Regions from separate parts of the Sus scrofa genome. Here region 1 is linked to region 2. Evidence: chromatin contacts called from public HiChIP or PLAC-seq data. All regions are on one chromosome and are shown on one strand. Each heading gives the region's core, a stretch centred on a gene start, on an enhancer-like site or on the middle of the called end of the contact. The rest is flanking DNA. Distances are from core to core; before and after follow the strand shown.

The links. HiChIP or PLAC-seq counts read pairs in DNA pulled down with a chosen protein or histone mark.
Region 1: a contact with region 2 is called in an H3K27ac HiChIP or PLAC-seq map of alveolar macrophages. The contact joins the enhancer-like site here to the promoter of TRAPPC8 in region 2. A contact is called at or near these places in 9 of 47 Hi-C or Micro-C datasets (alveolar macrophages, blood, embryonic fibroblasts and 4 more) and 1 of 2 datasets of contacts at active chromatin or transcription factors (alveolar macrophages).

Annotation. Positions count from the first base shown.
Region 1 is chr6:115,867,695-115,873,935 of Sscrofa11.1, reverse strand. All of the region lies in intron 1 of RNF125 (E3 ubiquitin-protein ligase RNF125), which reads right to left. Among named protein-coding and RNA genes, the nearest start is that of RNF125, 13 kb to the right of the region's middle. Within about 2 kb of position 1,370, at least 25 of the 83 cell types and tissues checked have an H3K27ac peak or open chromatin away from gene starts, as enhancers often do. A contact at or near this core is called in alveolar macrophages, liver and retroperitoneal adipose tissue, where this site is marked.
Region 2 is chr6:115,785,250-115,790,985 of Sscrofa11.1, reverse strand. TRAPPC8 (trafficking protein particle complex subunit 8) reads left to right here and starts at 4,318. Exons shown (of 29, transcript XM_021096212.1): 1 at 4,318-4,867. The coding sequence starts at 4,711.

The sequences.
Region 1 (6,241 bases), core at 121-2,620, 86 kb before region 2:
GAACCACATGTCATGTCTTAGATACAATCTGGTGAGACCTCATCTCAGTTGCCCACAACCTCCTGCTGAAGGCAGAGTGCCTGATGTCAGCCAGACTAAGTGAACCCTCTCTCTGGGAGATGACTCCTAAACAGAGTGACATAGGACTGATTCAGTGACAACTTGATGGGACTGTTCTGCTCTTTATTTAGAACCTCAGATCTGCCTGGGTTCCTACCCTTCCCTTCCTAGGGGTTTTTGGTAGTAATGTCATTATAAAATAATTTAAAACTCATCTGGGGAGTCCCCGTCGTGGCGCAGTGGTTGACGAATCCGACTAGGAACCATGAGGTTGTGGGTTCGATCTCTGCCCTTGCTCAGAGGGTTGACGATCCGGCGTTGCCGTGAGCTGTGGTGTAGGTTGCAGACAAGGCTCGGATCCCGAGTTGCTGTGGCTCTGGTGTAGGCTGGCAGCTACAGCTCCAATTGGACCCCTAGCCTGGGAACCTCCATGTGCTGCGGGAGCGGCCCAAGAAATAGCAAAAAAAAGACAAAAAAAACCCCCAAAAAACCTCATCTGTAGATGTTGAAAATTATCTAGTCAAAATTACCACGATTAGGAATGTCCTGCAAGTCAAGAAATATATTCTCTGGTTTACTTAAAGATGATCATGATAAAGTCTTAACATAATCAACAGAATTCAAAATCTTGACCTATTTGTAGGAGCCATTGAAGGCTAAGTGGCACAGAAGTAAAAGTGAGCATTTTTTGATAGGTTATACACATTGGCACGATCTGAGAGCTTCAAGTTTAAGTATACTATACATACTGAAAAGTCAGTCTATCATAGATATATTGTTCCATGAATTTATGTATGTATGTATGTCTTTGCTTTTTAGGACCATACCTGTGGCATACAGAAGTTTCCAGGCTAGGGATGAATCTGAGCTGTAGCTGCCAGCCTAAGCTACAGCCACAGCAATGTGGGATCTGAGACATGTCTGTGACCTACACTACAGCTCATGGCAACACCAGATCCTTAACCCACTGAATGAGGCCAGGGATTGAACCTGTATCCTCATGGATACTAGTCAGGTTTGTAACCCACTGAGCCACAACGGGAACTCCTCCATGAAACAATGCAAATGAAATTCCCAAGTATATTAGCCATTGCTGACTCTTAAAAGCAGTCTCTTCTGCCTCTGTTACAAAATCCCTACACTGCACACAGAGCATGCTGACGTCTGCACTGTTCTTGAGGCATTTGCTTGCTGTTTATGCCTGCCCACCATCCACTTCCCCTTTTCTTGCCATAGCACCCTGATTTTGCTCTGCAGGAACCACACATCATGTGTTAGACACAATCTAGTGGGACCTCATCCCAGTTGCACACAACCTCCTGCTGAAGGCAGAGTGCCTGATGTCAGCCAGACTAAGTGGAGATGACTCCTAAACAGAGTGACATAAGGACCGATTCAGCGACAACTTGATGGGACTGTCCTGCTCTTTCTTTAGAACCCCAGATCTGCTGGGTTTCTACTCTTCTCTTCCTAGGGGTTTTTGGTATTAATATTGTTTGGTAACTTTATATTTTGATATAATTTCCTACTTGATACATGGTTCTTTTTCATTTACAAAATTTTAAAACACTTCCACATATCTTAATTCATTTAACCTTATCAAATGCCTAAGAAAGATCATTATTCCTTTATAGATGAGGAAACCAAGGAACATAAAGTTATTTTACTTTTGCAAGGTCCCATCTATGGAGTTTGGACTTGGCTGGTCATTTTTGTCTTTTCCTTTTTAGGGCTGCACCTGTGGTATATGGAAGTTCCGGGGCTAGGGGTCGAATTGGAGCTGCAGCTGCAGGCCTACACCACAACCACAGAAATATGGTATCTGAGCTGCATGTGAGCCGCATCTGCAGCCTAACAGCGAAACTTGTGGCAACACCGGATCCTTAACCCACTGAGTGAGGCTAGGGGTTGAACCCAAATCCTCACAGACACTATGTTGAAAACCCACAATATTTAAAAGCATTACCATGGAAAAGTACTGGATGCTACTCCAGCTCAAGTGTCACTTTCTAGGGTGCAGAAACCAAACTGTAGAACTGCTTAGTTCAGAAGACCTGAGGTAAACACGCTCTCCTTAAAGGTATAGTTATCAAATCTAAGTCATGAGGGCTGTAGCATCTAACATCCCCTACCCTTTTACCTTGGCATGAAAAGTATACAAGCAATCAAAAGTTTTGTGATTTGTCCAATCAGAATACACACTGGGCTATTCAACTTTAGGTAAATTTATATTATATAATGGAGCACACAGACCAGACAACTCAAAATTAAAACCTTTTAGAAAGCAAAGTATACAAGTGTGTATATAGTATAAGTTTCTTGCAGGTTTGTAGACAGATAAAAACATCCAGGGTAAAGAAAACAAGAACATTTACCTACCTGTTGGAGAAATAGGAACTGGAAAGAATGGTGTATGTGGTAGAAAAAGGGTATTTTCACTGTTGATTTTTAAGTTTCAACTATATGAACAAATTACCTACACAATAAACGATTCTTTTAAAAAGTTAATCACCTACAACCACTTGGGACAAATGGACTGGTAGTGTCTGTCTGATCAAACAAAACTAATAGGGGAGCCCTTGACTGGGCAATACCAAGCTCATGTATTTACTCAAGAGAGATTAAACAAAAAAAAAAAAGTCCATTTGTACAAGAACATTCAGAAGGAATGTTTTCATATTAGCCCCAAACTGGAAATAACCCAGGTATCCATCCACAAGTAAATGCATAAACAAACTGGGGCACAGTCTTACAATGGAATACTACACAGTGATAAAAAAGAACAAATAACTGATACAAGCAATAACATGGATGAAGCTCAAAGACATACTGAGTAAAGAAGCCAGACACATGAACTTAGCCACGAAAAAGACACAGACTCATAGACTAGAGGACAGACTTGTGGTTGCCAAGGGCGAGGGGGGAGATAGAGGAGGGATGGAGTGGGGGTTTGGGATTAGCAGATGCAAACTATTATGTATAGAATAGATAAACAACAAGGTCCTACTGTTTAGAACAAGGAACTCTATTCAATATCCTGTAATAAACCATAATGGAAAAGAATATGAAAAAGAATACATATATAACTGAATTACTTTACTGACCACCAGATACCAACATAATATTGTAAATCAACTATACTTCAATAAAATTAATTTTTTAAAAAAAGAAGACGGGAATTCTGTGGTGGCTCAGTGGGTTAAGGATCCAGCTTTGTCACTGCAGTGGTTTGAGTCACTGCTGTGGTTCAGGTTAGATCCCTGGCCTGGGAATTTCCCGGCCCAGGGAACTTCCGTATGCTATGGGTGTGTCCAAAAAATAAAAATTAAAAGAAGCCAGTACATCCTGTGTAATTCCACTTTTCTGAAATTCTTAAATAGGCAAAACTGATCTATGACAGAAAAAAAAAATAACACAAAAATGAGTGCCCGTGGGGGTACATGAACGGGGATGAATGGGAAGGGGCAAGAAGGGACCATCTAAGGGAAATGAAACTATTTTATACCTTAGTATGTGGGTTTTGTTTTGTTTGGCCGTGGTGTGCAGTGGCTTGATGTGGGATCTCAGTTCCCAGACCAGGGATTGAAGTCAGGCTGCAGTGGTGAAAGTGCTGAGTCCTAACCATTAAACCACCAGGGAACTCCCCCAAAACTATTCTGTATCTTTTCTTTTCTTTGTTTTAGGGCTACACCTGAGGCACAGCAATGAGGGATCCAAGCTGAGTCTGAGACCTACACCACTGCTCATGTCAACACCAGAACCTTAACCCACTGAGTGAGGCCAGGGATCTAACCTGCATCCTCATAGATGCTAGTCGGGTTCATTACCACTGAGCCAGATGGGAACTCCCAAGATTATTCTGTATCTTGATAGGGTTTGGACTAAACATTGGTCAAAGTTCAGCAAATGTTTTACCTAGGATGTATGCATTTCACTCTATGTGTAATTTACCTTTTAAAAATCCCATAAGCAAATGATGAACTCTGGTTAATATTATGCATGCTGATATGTACTGATTGTAATCTACTCTGAAATGTGTCAAAAAATAAGATGGATTGATGGGTGGGTAGGTATGTGATAAAGTGAGTGATAAAAGCAAACACGTCGGAGTTAATAACTGTGAAATACAGATAGTGGATATATGGGTGTTCACTGTACAATTCTTTCAATTTAGCCGTATGTTTGAAATTTTTCATGATAAAATGTTAATGGGAAATTCATCCCCTTACTGTGACTTACATTTTCTTTACTCTTAACAAAAATATAGTTGGAAAATTAGGAAGGGAAATGTTTGGTGTATGAGAGGCCTGAAAAAATTTTTAAAATTTTATTATTTATTTACTTCATTTATTTATTTTTGGGCTCCATGTGTGGTATGTGGGAGTTCCTGGGCCAGGGATCAAACCCGTGCTGAAGTGGTGACCTGTGCCACAGCTGTGGTAGCAAGGTGGATCCTTAACCCTCTGCGCCACAAGGAAACTTCCCTGAATTTTTTTTTTTTTTTTTTTTTTTTTTTTTTTTTTTTTTTTTTGCTTTTTAGGTCCACGCCTGTGGCATATGGAGGTTCCCAGGCTAGGGGTTGAATCAGAGCTACAGCTGCTGGCCTACACCACAGCCACAGCAATGCCAGATCCGAGCCTCATCTGCGTCCTACACCACAGCTCACAGCAACACTGGATCCTTAACCTGCTGATCGAGGCCAGGGTTCGAACCGTGTCCTCATACATACTAGTCGGATTTGTTAACCACTGAGACACGACGGGAACTCCTGAAGAGAAAAACATTTAAAGAAATATTTTCTAAAGAGCATCCAAATTCAATGTGAGGAAAAGATTACTTTGCATTTATGATTATTTAAATATAAATAGCACAGAACAATTTGAAAGATAAAAGGCAGAAGGGACAAAATATAAGACTTTTATTTACTTATTTATTTTTGAAGTTCCTGTCATGGCTAAGCAGAAATGAATCTGAGGACACAAATTCGATCCCTGCTCTCAGTTAGTGGGTTAAGGATCCGGCATTGCCATGATCTGTGGTGTAGGTCGCAGACGTGGCTCGGATTTGGTGTTGCTGTGGCCGTGGTAAAGGCCAGCAGCTACAGCTCTGATTCGACCCCCATCCTGGGAGCCTCCATATGCCACATGTGTGGCCCTAAAATAAAAAAAGGCCAAAAGCATTGCCGTGAGCTGTGTTGTAGGTCTCAGATTCGGCTCAGATCTGTCATTGCTGTGGCTCTGGCGTAGGCCGGTGGCTACAGCTCCGATTTGACCCCTAGCCTGGGAACCTCCATATGCCACAGGAGCAGCCCAAGAAATAGCAAAAAGACAAAAAAAAAAAAAAAAAAAAAAAAAGCCAAAAGAACCCCCCAAGTTTTATTTTCAATTTTTTTTGGTCACTCCCACAGCATGTGAAAATTCCTGGGCTAGGGATTGAATCCACACCACAGCAGTAACAACACGTGGATCCTCAAACAATAAGCCACCAGGGAACTCCACACAAAACTTTTAAAAAATGAATTTGTGTGGCTTTTAGCAAAAACAGCTATTCCATGGTTATAATGAAGACTTTATAACAGAAAGCATAAAACTGCACAAATCTTCCCAGACCCAACTATACAAGGAGGCATTCACTGGCAAAATTTTTGGTAATAGCTTACGGTTGCCAGCCAGTGTTTGACATGCCAGAGATGAAACCATGGCAGTACCTGAGGTCCCTGCCCTCAGAGTCCTAGAATGGGGAGACAGGAAATAGCAGGTAAGCAAATAGACCGGCAAAGGAGAAAAGTTCTGAGAAGAACGAACTGGTTGACAATAAAAGTAGTGGGTGGGTGGGCAGAGGGAGCAGAGAGATGGGTGGTCCCTGAGGTGACATTTGAAGGCACCCATCTTGGGAAGATCTGGGACTTGCATTCCAAGATGAAGACAAAAAAAATAGGGACTATTTTGCTGAGGCAGCAGGGGGCCCCGGGGAGAGTAACTGGTGATGTCTGGGGCAGTATGCTAGAGGGACTGGTGATGTTTATGGTAGGAGACAAACCATAAAGTCAGAGCTAAGAGCGGTGTGTGGAGGGGGGTGGAGGGGGGTGCTGGAGGGTTTTAGTGGGAGAGTGAAATGACTTGATTTACGATAACACAGATCACCACTTCCCGTGTGAATGGATTAAGGAGGTACAAGAGCC
Region 2 (5,736 bases), core at 3,069-5,568:
ATGTATTGTAAGTATAAAATAGAATCATGAGCTTTTAAGTGCAAAACTGTGGCTATGATTCATTCCTAAAATAACCAGGAAATGGATACCATCTGTTTTAGTCAGAATTTTAATGATAATAAGTTGATTTAAAACATCCAGTACAGTAAACAAAGTAAAAAGTGTAGGTCAATATGTAGATTATATATTTAAATCTTTCTTTTTTAGTGTTTTAAAGTAGTAGGCTATAAAATCTTTGAACATAAGAAACATTTGGGAGTTCCATCATGGCTCAGTGGTTAGCGAACCTGACTAGCATCCATGAGGACGCGGGTTGGATCCCTGGCCTTGCTCAGTGGGTTAAGGACCTGGCGTTACCATGAGCTGTGCTGTAGGTCGCAGATGCAGCTTGGATCCCAAGTTGCTGTGGCTGTGGTGTAGGCCACTGGCTACAGCTCAGATTAGACCCCTAGCCTGGGACCCTCCATAAGCTGTGGGTACAACCCTAAAAAAAGACAAAAAGACCAAGAACAAAAAAACAAAACAAAAAAAACAAAACACCAAAACCCACAAATAAATAAAAATAAAAAAGAAACTTTTTACAAATTGAAGTTCGGCTGTACATAATATTGTGTTAGTTTCAGGCATACAGCCTAGTGATTCAGGATTTTTGCACATTATATTCCATTGTAGGTTATTATAAGATATTGGGTAGGTTTCCCTATGAAACAGTACATCTTTGTTGCTTATCCATTTTATGTACAGTGGTCTGTATCTGTTAATCCCATACCCCTAATTTGTCCCTCCTCCCTTACCTCTCCCCCCTTGGTAACTATTAGTTTGTTTTCTATGCCTGTGAGTCTGTTTCTGTTTTGTATATACATTCATGTTTTTTAGATTCCACATAAGCTTGTACATAAACTTTTAATGAACAAAATTTCTCAGCACCCCCAACCTCCAATACTCTGATGTACAGTTAGGTTATCTTCTATGTGAGATCCATGTACTTTATGTTTTGTTTTGTTTTGTTTTTTTGCTTTTGCAGCCAATACCCAATAGCACCATCTACTGTTAACACAGTAAAATTTAATAATAATGGAAATAAGAGCAGACTCTCAGATCTTCACATTAAATTAAAATGAATACCGGAAATCTTAGTTCCAAGTTCATAAACTTACAGATAAAGAATGCGAGGCACCTCTGATTTCCGTGTCTGTGTTCTTTAAATTTGACCACACCAGACAGCAGAAGAGACTGGCAATGTCATACATGCAAAATAAAAAAAACCATGATCATTTGGTAACACAGTGTTTCAAAGTATAAGGCTATTGGCATAGCATACATTTTACAGGATTCTTTGATTCTGGGGAGAGAAGGAAGCTGGGGCTCATCTTTACTACTTGGAAAATAGGTTCTTATTTGCTTGTGTTATTGTTATTATTTTGTCCAGCAAGCTTCCTCTCTTTTAGTGACAGGCCCTGTCCTCTTGGCCTTGAGGGTGGGCACAAGGCCAAGGCCTGGCCAATCATAGCACTTCATTTTTCCTGGACAGAGTAAATGGTTGAAAGGACATGTGATGCAAAAAAGGTCAATGTCCAGAGGAGTCAGAGAAATGAGAGATGTGATATCTTAGACCCTAGGTAAAATTATCCTGCAGGGTATCTCATTCCTAAAAAAGCAGGGTGGAGACTCTTGACGGTCATCTCGTATTCATTCTCCTCTTTGTTTAGCAACAGAACTCTCAAGCCTATATTTTCCAGTCTCCTTAGGAGATAGCTGTGACCATGAGACTTGGGGGGGGGCAGTGGAATGTGATTGAAATTGTTGAATGCTATTTCTACAATCTGATCTTAAACCATTAGTCACATACTTTTTCATTCTCTTTCCCCATTCCTGTAGGCTGCAAAGCAAATGTGGCAGTGATTCCAGTTTAATCTTTAGGGGAGGACACTTTATTTATTTATTTGTCTTTTTGTCTTTTAGGGACGCTCCTGAGGCATATGGAGGTTCCCAGGCTAGGGGTCGAATCGGAGCTGTAGCCGCCAGCCTACGCCACAGCCACAGAAACGCGGGATCTGAGCAGAGTCTGCGACCTACACCACAGCTCACGGCAATGCCAGATCCTTAACCCACTGAGCAAGGCCAGGGATTGAACCCACAACCTCATAGTTCCTAGTCAGATTCGTTAACCACTGTGCCACGACGGGAACTCCTAGGGGAGGACACTTCAGAAGATGAACACTTTAGATCATTTAGGATAGATTAGGAAAGAAATGGATTTTTACAGGGAAGTCATTCATTGGAAACACTGTATAGATGTGGTGTGAGATGGTAAAGTCAATGCATAGGACAAAAATTCATTTAGGCTCAGTTGTAAAAAGGAATGAAGTACTGATTCATGCTATGATATGGATAAACTATGAACATGATGCTAAGTGAAGGAAATCAGACACAAAGGTCACATATTGAATGATTCTTATTTATATGAAATGTCCAGAATAGGTAAATCCATAGAGATAGAAAGTAGATTAGTGATTGTCAGGGCCTAGAAGGGGTATTAGGATGAAGAGTGACTGTTCGTATGCACCAGTCTTCTTTTTGGGGTGATGAAAATGTTCTGGAACTAGTAGTAATGGTTGTGCAACTTTCTGAATAAACTTAAAACCACTGAACTGTACATTTTAAAGGAGCGAATTTTATGGTACGTGAATTATATCTCCAAAAATCCATTCAGGCTAAATTACCCTTGGAGAGTCTTTCTCAAAGAGTCTAATATAGCTAGTTTTACATTCACTGTAAAAAATACATTGCCTTTTTAAGTTTTGAGTTGCATAATAAACAAAGTAGTATGCTTGCATTGGGGAACCCTGTTACCAAAAAAATATATCTTATAACTTGAGTTATACTCTGTTGCAGGAGATTCTCACATTAGAAAGGGTAAGGGATGGAGTTCCCTTGTGGCACATTGGGTTAAGGATCTGGTGTTGTTACTTCAGTGGCTTGGGTTGCTACTGTTGTGTGAGTTCCACCCCTGGCCCAGGGCCCAGGCCAAAAAAATTAAAAAATAAATAAATAAATAAATAAAAATAAAAAATAAAAAAGGTAAGGGATATATCTGAAGTATTCAAAAGGGAATATGTATACCCCGGGGGATAAGAAAAGAATTTCCAAGAGGTCCTCAGGCACAGATAAGTTTTAAGGGACTGATTTTCCAGATCTTCAACTTGCACATGTTATCTTTTGTAGACTGATCTGTGGCTAAGGTGTCATGTCAGTATATCCTACTGTCCTTTCCTACATCCCATTTTTTGATTTATAGGAAAAAGGCATACTTATCTGCCATAAATTCTTACCATGGTAGAATATTCAGGGTGCCAAAAAATCCGACAATCTGTGATATAGTTGTTGGGGAAGCGTCCTTTAAATCAAGAGCCATAAAACCATGACAGAGTTCCATTTTTCCTTGCCTTATATTTTTAGCATATAGTTCTGAAGGAATCCAATCAGTTGAATGATATAGTAAACTTCCTTTCAATCACTTATACATATTTTGAGGGAAAAAAAATCTATAAAAATGAAAGCTAGCAAGAAGCCAGTCAAGCTTTCGCTTGGCACGTAATTACTGGCTTTCCACTTTCATCACTACAAAGTAGTATTTCAGTAGAGTGTAAAAAGGAAGCTGCTGCGGAGGATCAGGTCGGATGTCCCCAGGCACACACGTTCTCTGAGACCAGCAAGACTGCAGTAGCGCAGGAGTTTCTCTTACACTCGGGTTAACTGCAGCGCCCACAACAGCACACATTTCTGCTCACTGCTTGAGTCCCCATTCGTGGTAACCTTTTCTAAATGCTTTCTAAAAAGCATGGCTGTGTTCAAAAGATACGTCGGCCTCTTCAGGCCGGATCCAGAGAAACCCCCAAGAACTGGGAGGACATGGGGACCTCTTCCCTGAGCAGGTGCCCCTAGTCGCTCCACTATGAGCGTGGGAAGGGCGGGGCCAATGGGCAGGAAGCAGCGCGAACAGCCACATCACTTGCCCACTGTTTCCAGGGGAGGCCCCCTGGGCGTGGAAGGCTTACGAGCGCCTCCACCACTGTATCATCACGGATCACAAGCGTCTACCTACTGACTCCCGGTCGCACATGGAGCGGCTTTGCCAAGCCAGACCTAACGCTGCGTGCCTGTCTGCCTAGCCCCGCCCACTGCACTCGTAGTCCCCGCCCTAGCCCTGCCTAGTAAGGGACCCACCCGTCCCACTTCCGGCGCCGGCCTCCCTACAGGCCTCGGTCGCTCTTTTACTTCCCTCTCCCCGCTCTCTTTCTCCGCCCCTATCGCCTCCTTTGACACTGTCACGTGAGGGGCGAGCGCGGGGGCTGATGGGATAAGTACGCCGGTGGGTCAGGGTTCGGCCTCAATATGGCGATACCGGTGGGACAGTGACCAAGGCTTTGCCGTCGGGAGGATTAACTGGCGATTGTCGGCGTCTCCACTTATCTGGGTGGAATGCGAGGACGCCGGGGCGAGTGCTGAGGAGCGGCGGTGACGGGGAGGGGTCAGTGGCTGGTGCCCCGGGAACCGAGGAAGCATCTGTTCCTTCTATTGGTTTCAAGGCTTTAGTGCCGGGCCCCGCCCGGCCGGGCCAGGCTGGCGGGCGGCGGCAGTAGCTGCTGCAGCCGCTGGATCAGCCTCTGAGTGGGCCGAAAGGCGGACGCCGCCGCCTCTGCCGTGGTGATGGCCCAGTGTGTACAGTCGGTGCAGGAGCTCATCCCGGACTCCTTCGTACCCTGTGTCGCCGCGCTATGCAGCGACGAAGCCGAGCGGCTCACTCGTCTCAATCACCTTAGCTTCGCGGAGTTGCTTAAGCCCTTCTCTCGCCTCACTTCCGAGGGTATGTGGTCTCCCTTTTCACTGAGCTCCTGCAAAACCGCGGCCGGGAGAGGGAAGTTGGGCGCGGGTGGGGAAGAGAACGGCGATGTTTACATCCAGGAGCCGGTAGAGTGGCGTCGGGCTGGGGCCCCTCTTTCTCTCGGGCGGCCGCTGGAGGAGGGGCCAGGGGAGAGGTTGTCAAGACAGCGTGGTCCTAACCTCCAGCTTTTCTAGGCACTTCCCAGACAAGTTAGACTGTTAGGTAATTCGTGTAAAAAAAAGAGTGGGCCCAGAGAAGGGCAGTGAGACTGTTTCTGCGGCCATAGGGAGGGAATTAGGAAGTTGCAGAGAAGGTGAGAGTAAGATCTGCCTGTTAGACGTTTGAGGTCTTAGTAAAGAAGACGAATCATCTTCCCCTGGGAGTTAAACTGGGCTTTCAAAGTTGTCTTGAGTAGTATTACATTCTTTAGTAGTGAGGCTCATCCTTTTCTAGACTTATGTTTAGTTATTTTACTTTTTTCTTTTCAACATTTAAATGTGTCCTTAGGTATAAAGTATTATAACTTCTCAAGAAAATGAGAAGTATTATAAAAGTAATGAAACTTGGAACAGCCTTTTTTTTGCCTGATGAACTAGGAAGTAAGGACAAGTTGTAGTTAATTTAATCGAGATAGTTAGAGTTATCTACATTTATAGGAATGGAAAAGGCCTGACATTTGTTTTTTCCAGATAAGCGTTTAATCACCGGGAGAAATGTCTTATTGAAGAGCTACCTGGTTTTCTCCAGCTTTGGATTCTTTATTAGGGAAAAGTAAGCGTAATATTAACTCCCAAATGTGGTTTAACCAGTATCTTTACCTCCACTTTGCAAACAGGACATAGCAAAGTTTA